2 separate regions of the Sus scrofa genome follow, and region 2 is linked to region 1. Evidence: chromatin contacts called from public HiChIP or PLAC-seq data. All regions are on one chromosome and are shown on one strand. The core of a region is the stretch at or near the end of the contact, and the rest is flanking DNA. Distances in the headings are between cores, read along the strand shown. Region 1 overlaps LOC110260031 (a long non-coding RNA gene). Region 2 has its middle 240 kb from the start of SGK1.

Region 1 (7,301 bases), core at 2,052-4,551:
TTCCAGATTTCCCTATAACTCCTTTTTTTTTAAAATTAAAGATTTATTTATTATGGCCATATGTACGGCACAGCATTGTTAATTATATCCTGAAATTTGAATATTTGGGAACATGAAATCAAATTGTTATAAGATACTTAAAAGTAAATCAAATCTACAGACAGTTAGAAGCAGAATGTTTGTGGTATGCATGTCTGTGTGGCTATTTCCTCAGGGTCTTGGATGACAGGTCCATGGCCTCTGAAACAGCCATACAGAGGAGAGTCTTGGAAACAAATGTGTAAAAGTGTTTAAACTTTCAGTTCTCATCCTAGAGGAAGATGAAGCCTCATCTATAGTCATATGGTTTTCCCCGACTGTGTATTTTCCTTGGGGATATTTTGGTCAAATTTCTCTATTGGAGGAAAAAATTCAGTTGCTATGCTCTAATGAAATAAAATATATGATTTGCTCTTTGTAAGGGCAAGGTCCTGAATTCTCCCTTCCTTTTGTGAATCTGCAGGCCCCCTCCTGCTTTTCTTCTGCCGTATGGATTATAGAACTCTGACCTGGAACATGTTTTGTTTCCACCCAGCCTTCCAGAGCCTCCTGCGCTCAGCATCAGTGCTTCACTGGCTGCCCTTTCCTCCCACAAGCCTGTCAACAGAGAATGTGTCCCCACAGGAGATTTTCAGGAGGGCACTAAGTACTATATATAGGAATTTTTATTTGCATTGGATTTCTCAAAAACAGAACCAATATAAATAAAAACACAGACTATCAGGTCAAGATCCAGAGGGCCAGAGTGTCAAAGGGCAACATTTAAGAGTTCAAAAATGAGGGGAACCTGAATTAAATCTAGGTTTCTGGAAGATTATGGGTATTTTTTTTTATAAAAGAAAATATGGGTATTCTTTTATCAGCCCTGATTTTTTACTAACACATCAGGAAGAAGGGGAAAGGCTAGAAACCTGTCCTCTGTCCTCAGTCATTTATTTGTTTGTTCATTCATTCTTTCATTAAAAAGATCTTTTTTCTCAGCTAGGAATGTGACATATTTTCTAACCAAGACCACAGCCCATCATAAACATTTATCGTGGGACAAAGACCCACTACTATCACGGTCTTCCTGCTTCCGTTTCACTGTCAGAACTACATGACAGTGAATTTACTGCTGGATCTCTCCTTAATCCTGCTTTGAGAGTACAGAGTCTGACTTGGTGGGCCCTCACAGAAGGTGGACCTTGTAGCTCTCAGCACTGGTGCCTCCTGTGCATAGGCATGCAGTTACACATGATACGATCAAAGACTTTAGGACCAAAGGTCATGAGGTCCTTACCTCACAAGAAATTTTCAAATTTCTCAAAGCAGCCAGCAGGTCCCTCCAGGTTGTTTTTTAGAACCAATGTGTACCTTTTCATTGATTCTTTTTAATAGTTAAACCTGTAGTTTCAGCATTTTGAGATCTTTTTAAAACCTTGATCTCTCTCTTTTTTTTTCTTTTGCGACCACACTTGCAGTATATGGAAGTTCCTTTGCCAGGAGTTGAATCTGAGCCACAGCTGTGACCCACACCACAACTGCAGTAACTCGGGATACTTAACCCATTGTGTTGGGCAGACGATGGAACCAGCGCCCATACAGAGACAAGCCAGGTCATTAACCCACTTCGTCACAGTGGGAACTACGAATCTTGATTTCTTTTGACATATTATCTATCCTTCTCTGTCTTGAGTTTTGCAAATGTGATTAATCTATATTAATCAATTCTCTTTAAATTATTCAATTTATTATGAATTCACTAACTGCACATAATGTAGCTACGAATCTTGATTTCTTTTGACATATTATCTATCCTTCTCTGTCTTGAGTTATGCAAATGTGATTAATCAATATTAATCAATTATCTTTAAATTATTCAGTTTATTATGAATTCACTAACTGCACTAGAATGTAGCTGATTCTATGATGATACTAAAGAAAAAGTTGCCAAGTATCTTTAGAAGTGAATATATACCACATTTATAGCATTTCTTAACTGATACATTAATAACTTCATCATGAGGCTAATTGACCTTGACACTTTCTTCTTGGTCAACTTATGGGAGCTCTCTCGGTTTTCACTTCTTTTTGTAAGTTCTACATGTCATCTATTTAAACAAGTTACCTTTGTAGGACTTTGTTAAGGATAGATGTCAAATACTCATCAGCAATTTCTGGGAACTGCCTTTTTAAAATTTTGTGACATTTGCCCATCTCTAGGTTTCCAACATTTTTTTAGTTTTTATAGATACCGAAATGATAGAAATTGGCCTTTCAATCAAAATGTGGACCCTTTCAGAAAATTGCTGAGCCTGGGAACTTGGCTCTGGATAAGCAGGGCAGATTTTTAAATGCATTGATTATTTCCTTCACCATTTTGATCTCAAAGCCTTATTATGTTCCATGCTTTCCTGTTTAAAGACACTCATATCTAAGGCAGGAACAAAATAGGAGAGAATTAGTTTAATCTTTTCTTGGCTGTTAATTTTATGCCATCTGCCAAGCAGTAGGCCCACATTTTCTTTGTTTTTAAAAATGTCTTTACCTGCCCTTGGCAATTTGTACCAGCGCTTCTGGCCTTTAGCCTTTTATTTCAACCTTCCCTGTATTTTTGCCTCCCCTTCCCTCAACACTTTCTGTCTTACTTACACCTTTTTCTTGTGCATTATGTACTTGTACTTTTTTCTTTTAAAATTTTTTTTATTAAAGTATAGCTGATTTACAATGTTGTGTCAATTCTGCTATACAGCAAAGTGACCCAGTCATATGCATATATCCATTATTTTACTCATATTGCCTTAAATGATGTTCTATCATAAGAGACTGAATATACTTCCCTGAGTAGGATGTACTTGTGCTTTTAATACTACCCCCCTGAGCTTATTTTGAGGCCTGAGTGTGTGTATAATTCCACTGCTAGCAAATCTTGTGCCCTTGGCTGACTTTCTTGATCTCTCAGAGGTTTAGTTCCTTCATCTGTAAAATCTCAGGGTGAAAATGCATGATTTAGAAAGCAGTTGTGAAGGTCAAATGGAATGGTAACTTCAAAAGCTTTTGGTAAACTCTAAGGCATTATAAAAAAAGAAAAGGTCTTATAATTTGGAGAGCCAGGTAGTACTAGATAGAAGATATAGACATGCGCTATGAATACTGAAAAGGACCTGGGAGTTCATCTATGTCCAACCCTCTCAATTAATTAGATGGGAAAACAGATCAGGAGGGGTGATGGAACTTGTCAGAGCTTCCAGCTGGAGGCTGCGTGGCAGAGAGCTTAGCATACTGTGGACGGTGACTCATGATCTCAGCTGTTGCTGTCCAAATCTGATGACCTTGGTTCTAGTCCTGGCTCTGCTTGACTTCCTTAGAGTTGAACTTGAGAACAGCTCACATTGTCCACCATGCCCCATCATAGACATAGCCATTCACTGTGCCCTCTTTCCCTTACCTAACTTTCCTTCTCAACACAGTATCACAGACAGCTATGACCAGCCTTCCTGAGACAGTCTGGCCTGCTTTAGAGTCTTCTATTGTCTGTTGAGGCTCACTTGTTATTCTGCAGTCAGAAATGATTTTGTTGTTATTTTGCACTCTGCCATTTAGTGGCAAATGACTTCTAAAGACATCGGTGCGATTAATAAATAAAGCATGGGAAATGGAAGCTCTGGGAGGATAGCTGGCATAACTTCTTTGTTTTGAAGAAAATACACGAACAAATCAACAAATATTTATGTAGTGCCTGCCAGATACAAGGTCTGACAGCCTCTGCAAAGGATATACAAGGCAGTATATTAGAACTAAAGCTCAAAGAGTTTTAAGTTTTAACATATCCGTTACATAAATAATACTGCTTTTCCCCAGGACTTCTGATAATAGCTGCCACTTTGGGGATGTCTACAGCTTGTGTGTCGAGTTGATGACATATTTCATCTTATTTAGAACAGCAAACAAGTACTAATATTCCCATTTTATAAATAAGAAGACTGAGACTGAGTGTAAGTTCCTTACCCTGGGGCACACAGACCAAGAGACACGCTTAAAATTTCAAATTACTTTGGCCTGACTTCAGTTTGTCCTTTTTATGGAAGTTGAAGAGATGTACTTTCTGTCATAAATTACATGTCTGACTACACCCAGTATTATGAAGTCTCAGATGACATGGCTTGTTTTCTCTCAAATTTGATTCATCCAAATAATTAGGGATAGAAGCAAAGAACACTTAATTTTAGAAAATCCATCAATGGCCAGATGGAATTCTGCCAAGAACCATTTCTAGCCTGGCAGTTTCCTAGCCCGGATCTGGGCCTTTCTGTCCTCAAAATATGCAAATCAACACTTGCTTTAAATTTACCTTTTAAGGTACTAAAGAGCCATATAATAATTAACTAATCCAGAGTCCATGTATCTTTATTGAAACTTTGCATATAAAACTGTTCCTGCATTTGTTTTTTCTTGGCAGACAACAGATAGAATTTGTTTTGTATGGAATGCACTCACTTGGCCAGATTTTCTGAACTAGGCACTCTTTATCCTGTCCTGCTTTAGCTACTGGTTCTTTTTTAGAATAAAGGCGTCACCCCTTAGGCCTTTTCCAGACGTATTCAGATTGCAATGTCATCGTAATTCTTTTAATGGGAACTGGGAACAGCAGTATAAACATTCATCCCAAATCCTAGCCTTGAGGTTGTGCTGTCCTGACCTGTGTCCTAAAGAGAAGAATGGACCGGAAAACACTGAGAACATCCATCGTGTCCCCAGAGACCAATAATGATAGAAGATGTTAGTGTATGTGGGTGACCTGGGTTTAGTCTGAGAGGATTGCTTGTTTATTTGTAGATAGTAGCATACCACCAATGTCCTTTTACCAGCAGAAGAATTAGCAGATTTTTGCCTTTAAAGAACCAGTATCCATTTACTCTTTATAAAGAAAAAAAAAATTACTTATTGTACTGCTAAATCTAAACAGCTGTTATATAGGATCTCCTCCAGGATTATTTCTAATTGAATCCAACACATGTTAATTCATACATCTCTGTTCAAACAAGTCAGGGGTTTTCAGCTGACTATGTTGATCAGGCAAGAGGGGCTAAAACAAGACTGGACATCCATTAGCTTTATCCTCTGTGGTTCTTTCACAGACATGCATGAGAATTTGACCTTTGGGTCTATTTACCTGTCTGGAAAATAACAGCAAGAGGCAATTTGGTACTACCTACTTATCTCCTTTTTTGGTGTACCGAGGGTTTAAGAGTTAAGCTCCCTTAGTTATCCAAATGAACGGGTTGGCATAATCACCAACTATGATTAAGGAAATGAGTAAAGTGACAGGCATTCTACCACTAGAAGGTATTTATGGAGTGAACTAACTTTACCTCATGATTCTCCATCATCAAATCTATACTGGGATATGGTTTAATATTAAGCAGGCGGAATAAATTGCCTTTACTCTTCAGACCCTACTGACAAGCCTTACTTAATTAGGATTCGGTCTGAAACAAGGGGGTAAGGAGGTATTATCAATGATTGCTCCTGACACTTTGAAATAGTTTTTAAGTTCTTAAAATGCACCTAATCCTGAATTTTAAGGAAGAGAAAGAAATGGGGTAAAGGTAAATCAGAAAGGATTATGTCCTTCCTGTAATTGCAACATATGGTGCTTTAAGAAAACTCTTTACTGTTTCCCCCGGGTTCCTGAGTTAGCTTTTAATCTTTCTACTGGAAAAAAATTGCAAATAAGATTTGTTGAATTTTTTCCTACTTGTTCATGGTATGTCAGGGAGGGGTAATCCTAGGAAGTTTACATGAAAGTAAAACAACTGTGGAAAATAAGGGGGAAAGAGAGGCAACATTTATAAATAAATAGTCCTTCAAAACTTTTCTTACGGAAGAATTTTGCACTAAAATGTATATGTATGAGAAGCAACAATATTTGGTTCTTCAGTTCTTGGCTTCTGTGACTTTAATTCAGGAAACGGACCATCCACTATGTGTAGACAGTACTCCTTGTACTCAGGAAATACCAAAATGAATAAGCCATAGACATTGCCTTCAATGTTCATTCTGTCTAGTGGATGAGACTGACATGTAAGCATCAAATAGAAGATGGACTTTAGAGTCTGCATAGAAGTAGAACAAATGATATATTTAGGGAAAATAGAGGAAGAAAAGATGAAATGTGACCTGGGTGGTCAGGAGAGATTTTGAGAAGACTTTGCATTTGTTTGGAGCTTTGGGGAGTTTTGGGAAGACAGCATCTAATATTGAGTACTGACCAAGAAACTGGGACACAGAAGAGCCTGTTTGGAAAGTGACAAGAAGTCTGATGGGGCTGGCGAGTAGGATGAAGTGGGAGAGGAAATTGCAATGGTAGTCTGGGCTCAGATTATGGGGGAAGATTAGTGCTTTTGTCTACCTACAAATTCTTTTTTGGAACAAAACCTCCCATGAAGATTTCTCTGCAGACAATCTTCTTCGATTTCCTTTCTTCAAAAGTTTTTGCTGTTTTGGACAAGCAATACCTGATAACTATTTCATCAAACAGTGTATTTTTTTAAAAACAAGGTCTGTTAAGTCACCCAAGTATTGCCAAGTCTAGATCGCTTAGCAATGGGTCACAGCTATGAAGATGCAATTAGAGTTAGGGCGGCCATAGAAGTCACCTAGTACAAACTTGTCTTAGTTTCTTATAGCTTCTATAACAAAGCACCATAAACTTTGAAGCTCCAAAAACACAAATTTACTCTCCTACATTTATGTAGATTGGAAGTTCAAAAACAGTTTCACTGGGCTAAAGTCGAGGTGGCTGTAGGCCTGCTTCCTTCTGAAGAACATGATGGGAGATTTCATTTCCTCTCCTTCTCCAGCTTCTTAGTGGACACCCATATTCACTGACTTATGGCTTCTTCTTCCATCTTCAAATCACATCACCCCAATCCATGCTTCCATCATCACCTTGCCTCCTCCTCTCACTCCTTCCAGGTTCTTTTTATAAGGACAGTTGTGATTATCTCAGGTCCACCTAGGTAATGCAAGATACTCTTCACATCTCAAGTTCTTTAACATAATCACCTCTGCAAAGTCAAAAGGAACTTTTGCCATATAAGGTGACATTCATTGGTTTCTGGGATTAGAATATAGATACATTTACAGGGGGAGGGGGCATGATTTAGCCTGCCACAAACCTCCACATTTTATAGATAAGAATGTTCAGACCCAGCTTGGTGTAAGACCATAAAAGTAGACAGTGACAGACCTGGGCTTATAACTCACTGTCCCTGACTTCC
Region 2 (7,301 bases), core at 2,090-4,589, 230 kb after region 1:
ATGAAATGTCCTTTTGAAATTCATAGGTGGAAGTCCTGATCTCCAATACCCCAGAATGGAACTTGTATTTGGCAAAAAAAGTCTTTAGAGAAGCAATTAAGTTAAAAGGAGGTTGGAGTTTCCATCGTGGTTCAGTGGTTAACGAATCCGACTAGGAAGCATGAGGTTGTGGGTTCGATCCATGGCCTTGCTCAGTGGGTTAAGGATCTGGCATTGTCGTGAGCTGTGGTGTAGGTTGCAGATGTGGCTCAGATCCCGTGTTGCTGTGGCTCTGTCATAGGCCAGTGGCTACAGCTCCAATTTGACCCCTAGCCTGGGAACCTCCATATGCCACAGGAGTAGTCCAAGAAATGGCAAAAAGACCCAAAAAAAAAAAAACCAAAAAACCAAAAAGGAGGTCATTAAAGTAGGCCCTATCCATAATCCAATACAAGTGGTGTCCTTATAAAAAGAGGACATTTGGACATAGACACACATAGAGAGAAGGGCACGTGAGGACACAGAGAGAAGACAGACGTCTCCATGTCAGGGAGAGAGGCCTTGGAAGGAACCAACATCTTGACACCCAGAACTAAGGAAATGAATTTCTGTTGTTTAAGCCACCCAGTCTGGTATTTTGTTAAGGCAGCTCTAGCAAGCTAATACACTTGCCAAAGTTCTTCTTCTCAGATAGTGTAACTGAATATTTGTCCCCAGGGTGTCATTTTCTTGCTTTTCTTTCTGTTCCAGTTTATGGTTCCGAGTAGCATCTTCAGAGTCTAGCCCTGGGCCTATACTTTAAAGAGCCCGACCTGGCCCTTCTTGATGGTGCCTTTGCTCACAGGCCCGGAAGGACAGAGTGCCTAGAAGTCCCTATGGGAAGCCTTACTCCTCCCTTCCCAGAATCCCCGTCCCTGTAGCCCTGGACCCATTACTAGGGATTAGGCCAGCCTCTCCCCAAATCCTTCCTCAGGAAGATGGACGGAACCTAAGCTGGAGAGACACCTAGAGCAGCTGTTTGTTGGGTGACATAATTGGAGTGTGACACGGAGACAGGAATGTCCACATGCATGTGTGCAAGGTCCATGTGGTATGGGTTGGAGCAGGAGGTGGCAAGAGATGGGGGTGACCTATGCAGCTGAGGCTGCAGGCCAGCATTGCTTCTGCTGTCACCTTCTGACATGGTTCTCTGAGAAGCCCAGGAGCTCTTAACTTGAATCTGACTTCCCAGGTCCTTAAGAAGATATATTTTTCAAGGCTCAGGGAATAGCACATATTTTACTTTATGATTTGTTGATATGATTTATAACCTTTGTATATTTAGACACATGACACATAGGTCTTCATATCTTGCTTCAGACTCCACAAATATTAGGATTAGGCTCAGTGGTTCTGGAGGGACGCATAACTTAGAGCAATATTTGCCACCATTGCATATAGAGACTGGGGAATAATTTGCAATATTAAACAATTCATATTACTCTTAAAGTGTATTTATGCATATCTGTGTAGACAGAGCCTGTGTGACATATGATATCAGTTTTAATATTAGCAATAAGGTGGATATTAAAATTGCAAAGAGGAGTTCCCTTTGTGGCTCAGCAGGTTAAGAACCCAACATAGTGTCCATGAGGATGTGGGTTTGGTACATGGCCTCACTCAGTGGGGTAAAAATCCAGCACTGCCACAAGCTGTGGTGTAGGTCAAAGAAGCTGCTCCCATCCTTCATTGCTGTGGCTGTGGTGTAGGCTGGCCACTGCAGCTCCAACTCAACCCCTAGCCTGGGAACTTCCATATCTGGCAGATGCAGCCATTTAAAAAAAAAAAAAAAAAAAAAAAAAGGGAGTTCCCGTCGTGGCGCAGCGGTTAACGAATCCGACTAGGAACCATGAGGTTGTGGGTTCGATCCCTGCCCCTGCTCAGTGGGTTAACGATCCGGTGTTGCCGTGAGCTGTGGTGTAGGTTGCAGATGCGGCTTGGATCCCGCCTTGCTGTGGCTCTGGTGTAGGCCAGTGGCTACAGCTCTGATTAGACCCCTAGCCTGGGAACCTCCATATGCCACGGGAGTGGCCCCAAAAAATAGCAAAAAGACAAAAAAAAAAAAAATGGAAAAGAAAAGAAAAAAATGCAAATACTTGTATTTTTATAAACATTTTATATGATTTAAGTTTTTAAAAATTCAAAAAAATTGTCTTAATTTTTATTTTTATTAAACATCATAGTTTGCATTTGTTTTAAATTTTAATAAATTGTATTAAAAATATCAAAATAAAAATACTTTTTTTGTCTTTTAGGGCCACACCTGTGGCATATGAAAGTTCCCAGGCTTGGGTTGAATCGGAGCTACAGCTGCCAGCCTACCCCACATCCACAGCATCGCAGGATCTGAGCTGAGTCTGCAACCTACACCACAGCTCAAGGCAACGCAGAATCCTTAACTCATTAAGCAAAGCCAGGGATGGAACCTGCCTTCTCATGGATACTACTAGTTGGGTTTGTTACCTCTGAGCCACAAATAGGACTCCCTAAAAATACATTTTAAACTATAAATAATGGTTTTTACATTACTGTGACATAATTTTTGAGAATATGTTCAAATTTTGTGTATTTTTTAAATTTTTCATCTATTTTAATTACATTTTATTTTTTATTCCTTTAGAGTTAGCAAAAACTGTGATTATAACAGAAAGAGAAAATGCAACAATGAAGAAAAGATAGAAAAAAGAAATAGAATATCTTCTAAGAGGCAATCTGCTTAAATTTTTAAAAGTGAGCAGTTTTTATTGTGTGTCCCACAACAAAATTTTGAATAACATATGACAAATTCTTTTTTTTTAAGTTTTACTGAATACAGTTGATTTACAACGCTGTGATAATTTCTGCTGTGCAACAAAGTGATTTAGTTATACATATACACACATCCTTGCTCTTCAGATTCTTTTCCTAATAAATTATCCCAGAATATTAGGGTCCTCTGTGCTATACAGCAGGTCAGCACATTCTTTATTTAATGAGGATTTCATTCATGATCAAAACAATGAAAACGAATGAGGAAATTATTCTAATAGAATCAACTTGGCAAGAGGTCCAATGAAATCCCTGCGAGTTCACATTCTTTACTAACTAGTTATTTACCAATTGGACCAGTGAGAACCTGTGTGGGCTTCCTTGACTTTTGTCCTAGTTCCTTATATCATTCCCCAAGACAGCCTTCTCACAGACCTCTGTCCCGACTCTCTGTCCCTCATTCTGTCCTACGTGCTGCTGTTAGAGTGGGCTAGTCCCCTGATGCCATCCACTGAAAGGCCCTTCAGCAACCTGCCACCACGTGGAGCAGAGCTGCTGGAGGGCACGTACCCTGTGTGGTTGATGACGCTAGGGGAAGTGAAGCGTTCTGTGGTTACCCAAGTTGGAGAAAGAGTATGCAGTACAACCACTTTATTTCTGGAAGACTTCTCAAGAACTTGAATATGTTAATCCCTTGTTTGAATCTCCAGGAAGGATCTGTATGAGGCAGATCTCCCAAGTGTTTTCAGAAAGGGTTGCAGGACTGAGGTTCTTGGGAAAGGTGGTCCAGAGCATGTCCTGATGTAGTAGCCACTAGTCATGGATGACTACCAAGCACTTGACTGGTGGCTGGTCTGGATTAAGACAGGTTCTAAGAGTCAAATGCCCTGTGTTTCAAAAATTCAGTACAAAAAAGAGATTGTAGACTATCTCAGTAACAAATTTTATATTGAATACATGTTGAAACAATAGTATTTTCAGATATTTTGGATATATTGCATTAATAACATCTATCACTGAACAACAAATCCAAACTTTGAGTTATAAAATAACTACGTCATGAGAATGTAATATAAAGCATTGTGACTATAATTAACAATACTTTTACTCTACATCTAAAAGTTGCTTAAAAGTTTTCATCACAAAAAAGTAATTGTAGCAGTGATAAGGGATGTCAGCTAGGCTTATTTTGGTGATCATTTTGCAATATATGCAAATATTGAATCACTATGTTGTATACCTGAAACTAATATGTCAACTACATCTCAATTTTTTTAAAAAAGATTTAAAGATAGATTGCTAAAATCAATTTTACCCAGTTCCTTTTTATTTTTTTTTTTTTTTTTTTTTTTTTTTTTTATTTTTTGCCATATGTTACTAGTTAATAGCTTAGCAGTATGCCAGCAAGCGGATGAGGTTACTAGAAGGATGTTCCATGAGCAACAACCACCCATGGTTTACGATTTCCATGCCACGATTTTTTTTTTTTGTTTGTTTATTCATTTTATTTCTATTGGAAAGCAATGATCTAGAGGACAATAGGCTATGTAAGACCGCAAGGCATCTGGTGTCTACCCACCTCTTCAGACCTTCCTCTCAATACTATCTCCCTTTGGTCTCTAATTGCTAAATACGTTTAAGGAAGTCCCTTCCTATCCCTGCCAGCCATGACCACCAGTAGTACTAAATGTCTTAGCACTTCTATTTGTTCAAATCTTGGAATTCTCTCAGGCTCATCCCCGTTCAGTCTTTAGTTATCAAGCAACAATCACTCATACAGGAAGCCTATCCTGAAATCAGACACACACCTATCCCTTGGCCTGGTTAGGGGGCCTTCCTCCAAGCACCTGTAATTTCCTGCCTAACCTTTTCACCTGTATTCACCATATGTCTGTATAAGCATCTGCTCATGTATCTCATTCTTCCAGTACAGTGATCATCTTGAGAGCAGAGACTGGTCTTATTTATTTTTATATGTTTTATTCCTAGCATCTATCACAATGGATGAATGAATGAATGAGTCAAGAATGAAGAAGAGGGAGTTCCTATCGTGGCTCAGTGGTAATGAACCCGATAGTATCCATGAGGGTTCTGGTTTGATCCCTGGCCTCACTCAGTGGTTTAAGGATCTGGCATTGCCATGTCAGATCATGCACTGCTGTGTCTGTGGCATTGGCCAGCAGCTGCAGCTCCAATGTGACCCCCAACCTAGGAATTTCCATAGGCCATGCCTGCAAAATAAATAAATAAATAAAAGAATGAAGCAGATATGGTTCCTTCCCAAGTGGAGTACAATCTAGAAAAGGAGACAGATGGGTGAATAGACAATTCAAATACGTTGCTTTAAATTATGTTTGAAATGATACTGAGAGTTATAGGGAAACTTTAAACAGAGATGTGAACTAGGGTCAGCTTTGTGTGTGGACAACCTGTGTTGTTGCACAGACCCTGCCCTTATTAAATGCTAAAGTTCCAGGATGGGATGGGGAATAGACAGGATGAGCCCAGACAGGAATTAGGGGCTGCACCAAGACAAGCCTTATTTCAAGGAACTCCCTTGTTAAGGTTTATAACCCAAAGGAAATTTTATAACTCAGACTATATAGCAACTATCTGTTTTTGGAGTTCCTGTCATGGCGCAGCAGAAAAGAATCCGAGTAGGAACCATGAGGTTGCAGGTTCGATCCCTGGCCTCACTCAGTGGGTTAAGGATCTAGCATTGTTGTGAGCTGTGGTGTAAGTCTTAGATGCTGCTCAGATCTGGCATGGCTGTGGCTGTGGCTGGCAGCTATAGCTTTGATTTGACCCCTAGCCTGGAACCTCCATATGCCACAGGTGTGGCCCTAAAAAGCAAAAAAACAAAACAAAACAAAACAAAAAAACACTGGAAAGAAACACAAAAAATATTAACACTCAAAAAGGAAGGACTGTGGAGTTCCCTTTGTAGCTCAGCAGGTTAAGGATAGGATGTCTCTTGTGAGGATGGGGGGTTTGATCCTTGGCCTCGCTCGCAAGCATTAGTGTAGATCGCAGGTGAGGTTAGACTGAAATCTGGTGTGGCTGTGTCTGTGTGCTGTGTGCAGGCCCCAGCTGCAGCTCCAATCTGATCCCTAGCCCATGAACTTCAATATGCTGCAGGTGCAGCCTTAAAAAAAGCAAAGCAGGGAGGACTCTGCCCTACCATATCTATTTACGTCTCGACTTCATATATCTGAACTCCGCCACACTTACTATAAGTAAAACACCAACGGTTTTTATTAAACTTCTATTGTTAACTTGTCCTTATTCTGAAACTTTAGAAGATGAAAACTCCAAATTATAAATTAGGAGTTGGCAAGATTTTTCTGTAGAGTGTCCTGAAATAAATATTTTTGGTGTTTTGCGGGCCACATGGTTTCTGTTCCAGCTACTGAGATCTGGGGAAAACAGATACTATACACATAAAGGAATAAAAATGAGTGGATGACAACATTGTTTTTTACAGATGCAAACATTGTAATTTCATGTAATGCTGATATTGATGAAATAGTTTTCTTTTGACTTCCTCCCCACACACAATGAAAAAAAATGTAAAAACCCTCTTGGCTCATCAACCATGCAAACACAGGTGGTCTGGCTCTAGTTTGTCACCCCTGTCGCAGATCATTAGCGCTTCCGCCCATCTAGGCTGAAGTTTCATGGATCCTGACAAGCTGGAGAAGTAATCTGTGGGTCATGGTGTGTAATTATGATCTCTTCTATGCAAACAAATATTATTATATAAAGATGACGCAACCCTGAAGCCGGATGGTGACTGCATTACAGACCCAGTGTCCGTGGTGGGAATGAGGTCTGGAGTCACATCCGGTAAGCAAAGTGGCATGTCCACACTTGACTCACCCCAACACTGTCCCATTTAATGGTTACATTTGTAACAGGACTCGATGGAAACTCACTTTGAGGGAAAATTTCTAATGCAGAGAGGGTAGTAGCATTATTCATTATTGGGATGTTATGTCATTGACTGGTGCTTTGTGTGAACTGTGAAATTGATGGATCTATTTTAATTTTCACTAGCTACAATTTTTTTTTCATAATAAAGGGTGGAAGAAGAAATTATGGGCTCTTGAAGTGACAGAAGAAATTTTCTCAGCTTTGCTCTTGGGATGTGAGTAGCTGAGCCTTAAAAGATGAAAAAACTAGGATTTTTTTTGGTTTTTTTTTTTTTTTTTTTTGGTCTTTTTGCCATTTCTAGGGCTGCTTCTGCGGCATATGGAGGTTCCCAAACTAGGGGTCAAAGAGGAGCTGTAGCCACCAGCCTACGCCAGAGCCACAGCAAAGCGGCCGCTTTGATCTGAGCAGCGTCTATGACCTACACCACAGCTCACAGCAACACTGGATCCTTAACCCACTGAGCAAGGCCAGGGATCGAACCCACAACCTCATGGTTCCTAGTCGGATTCGTTAACCACTGCGCCATGACGGGAACTCCTAGGATTGCTTATTTTTAAGAAGATAGTTTCTTTACGCTTCTTTGCAAGGAAAAGACCCTCCTG

Evidence for each region. HiChIP or PLAC-seq counts read pairs in DNA pulled down with a chosen protein or histone mark.
Region 2: a contact with region 1 is called in an H3K27ac HiChIP or PLAC-seq map of alveolar macrophages. The contact joins two enhancer-like sites. A contact is called at or near these places in 1 of 47 Hi-C or Micro-C datasets (epiblast stem cells) and 1 of 2 datasets of contacts at active chromatin or transcription factors (alveolar macrophages).

Annotation. Positions count from the first base shown.
Region 1 is chr1:29,272,105-29,279,405 of Sscrofa11.1, forward strand. All of the region lies in intron 2 of LOC110260031 (a long non-coding RNA gene), which reads left to right. Among named protein-coding and RNA genes, the nearest start is that of ALDH8A1, 220 kb to the left of the region's middle. Within about 2 kb of position 3,302, at least 16 of the 83 cell types and tissues checked have an H3K27ac peak or open chromatin away from gene starts, as enhancers often do. A contact at or near this core is called in alveolar macrophages, where this site is marked.
Region 2 is chr1:29,506,567-29,513,867 of Sscrofa11.1, forward strand. No RefSeq gene overlaps it. Among named protein-coding and RNA genes, the nearest start is that of SGK1, 240 kb to the right of the region's middle. Within about 2 kb of position 3,340, at least 2 of the 83 cell types and tissues checked have an H3K27ac peak or open chromatin away from gene starts, as enhancers often do. A contact at or near this core is called in alveolar macrophages, where this site is marked.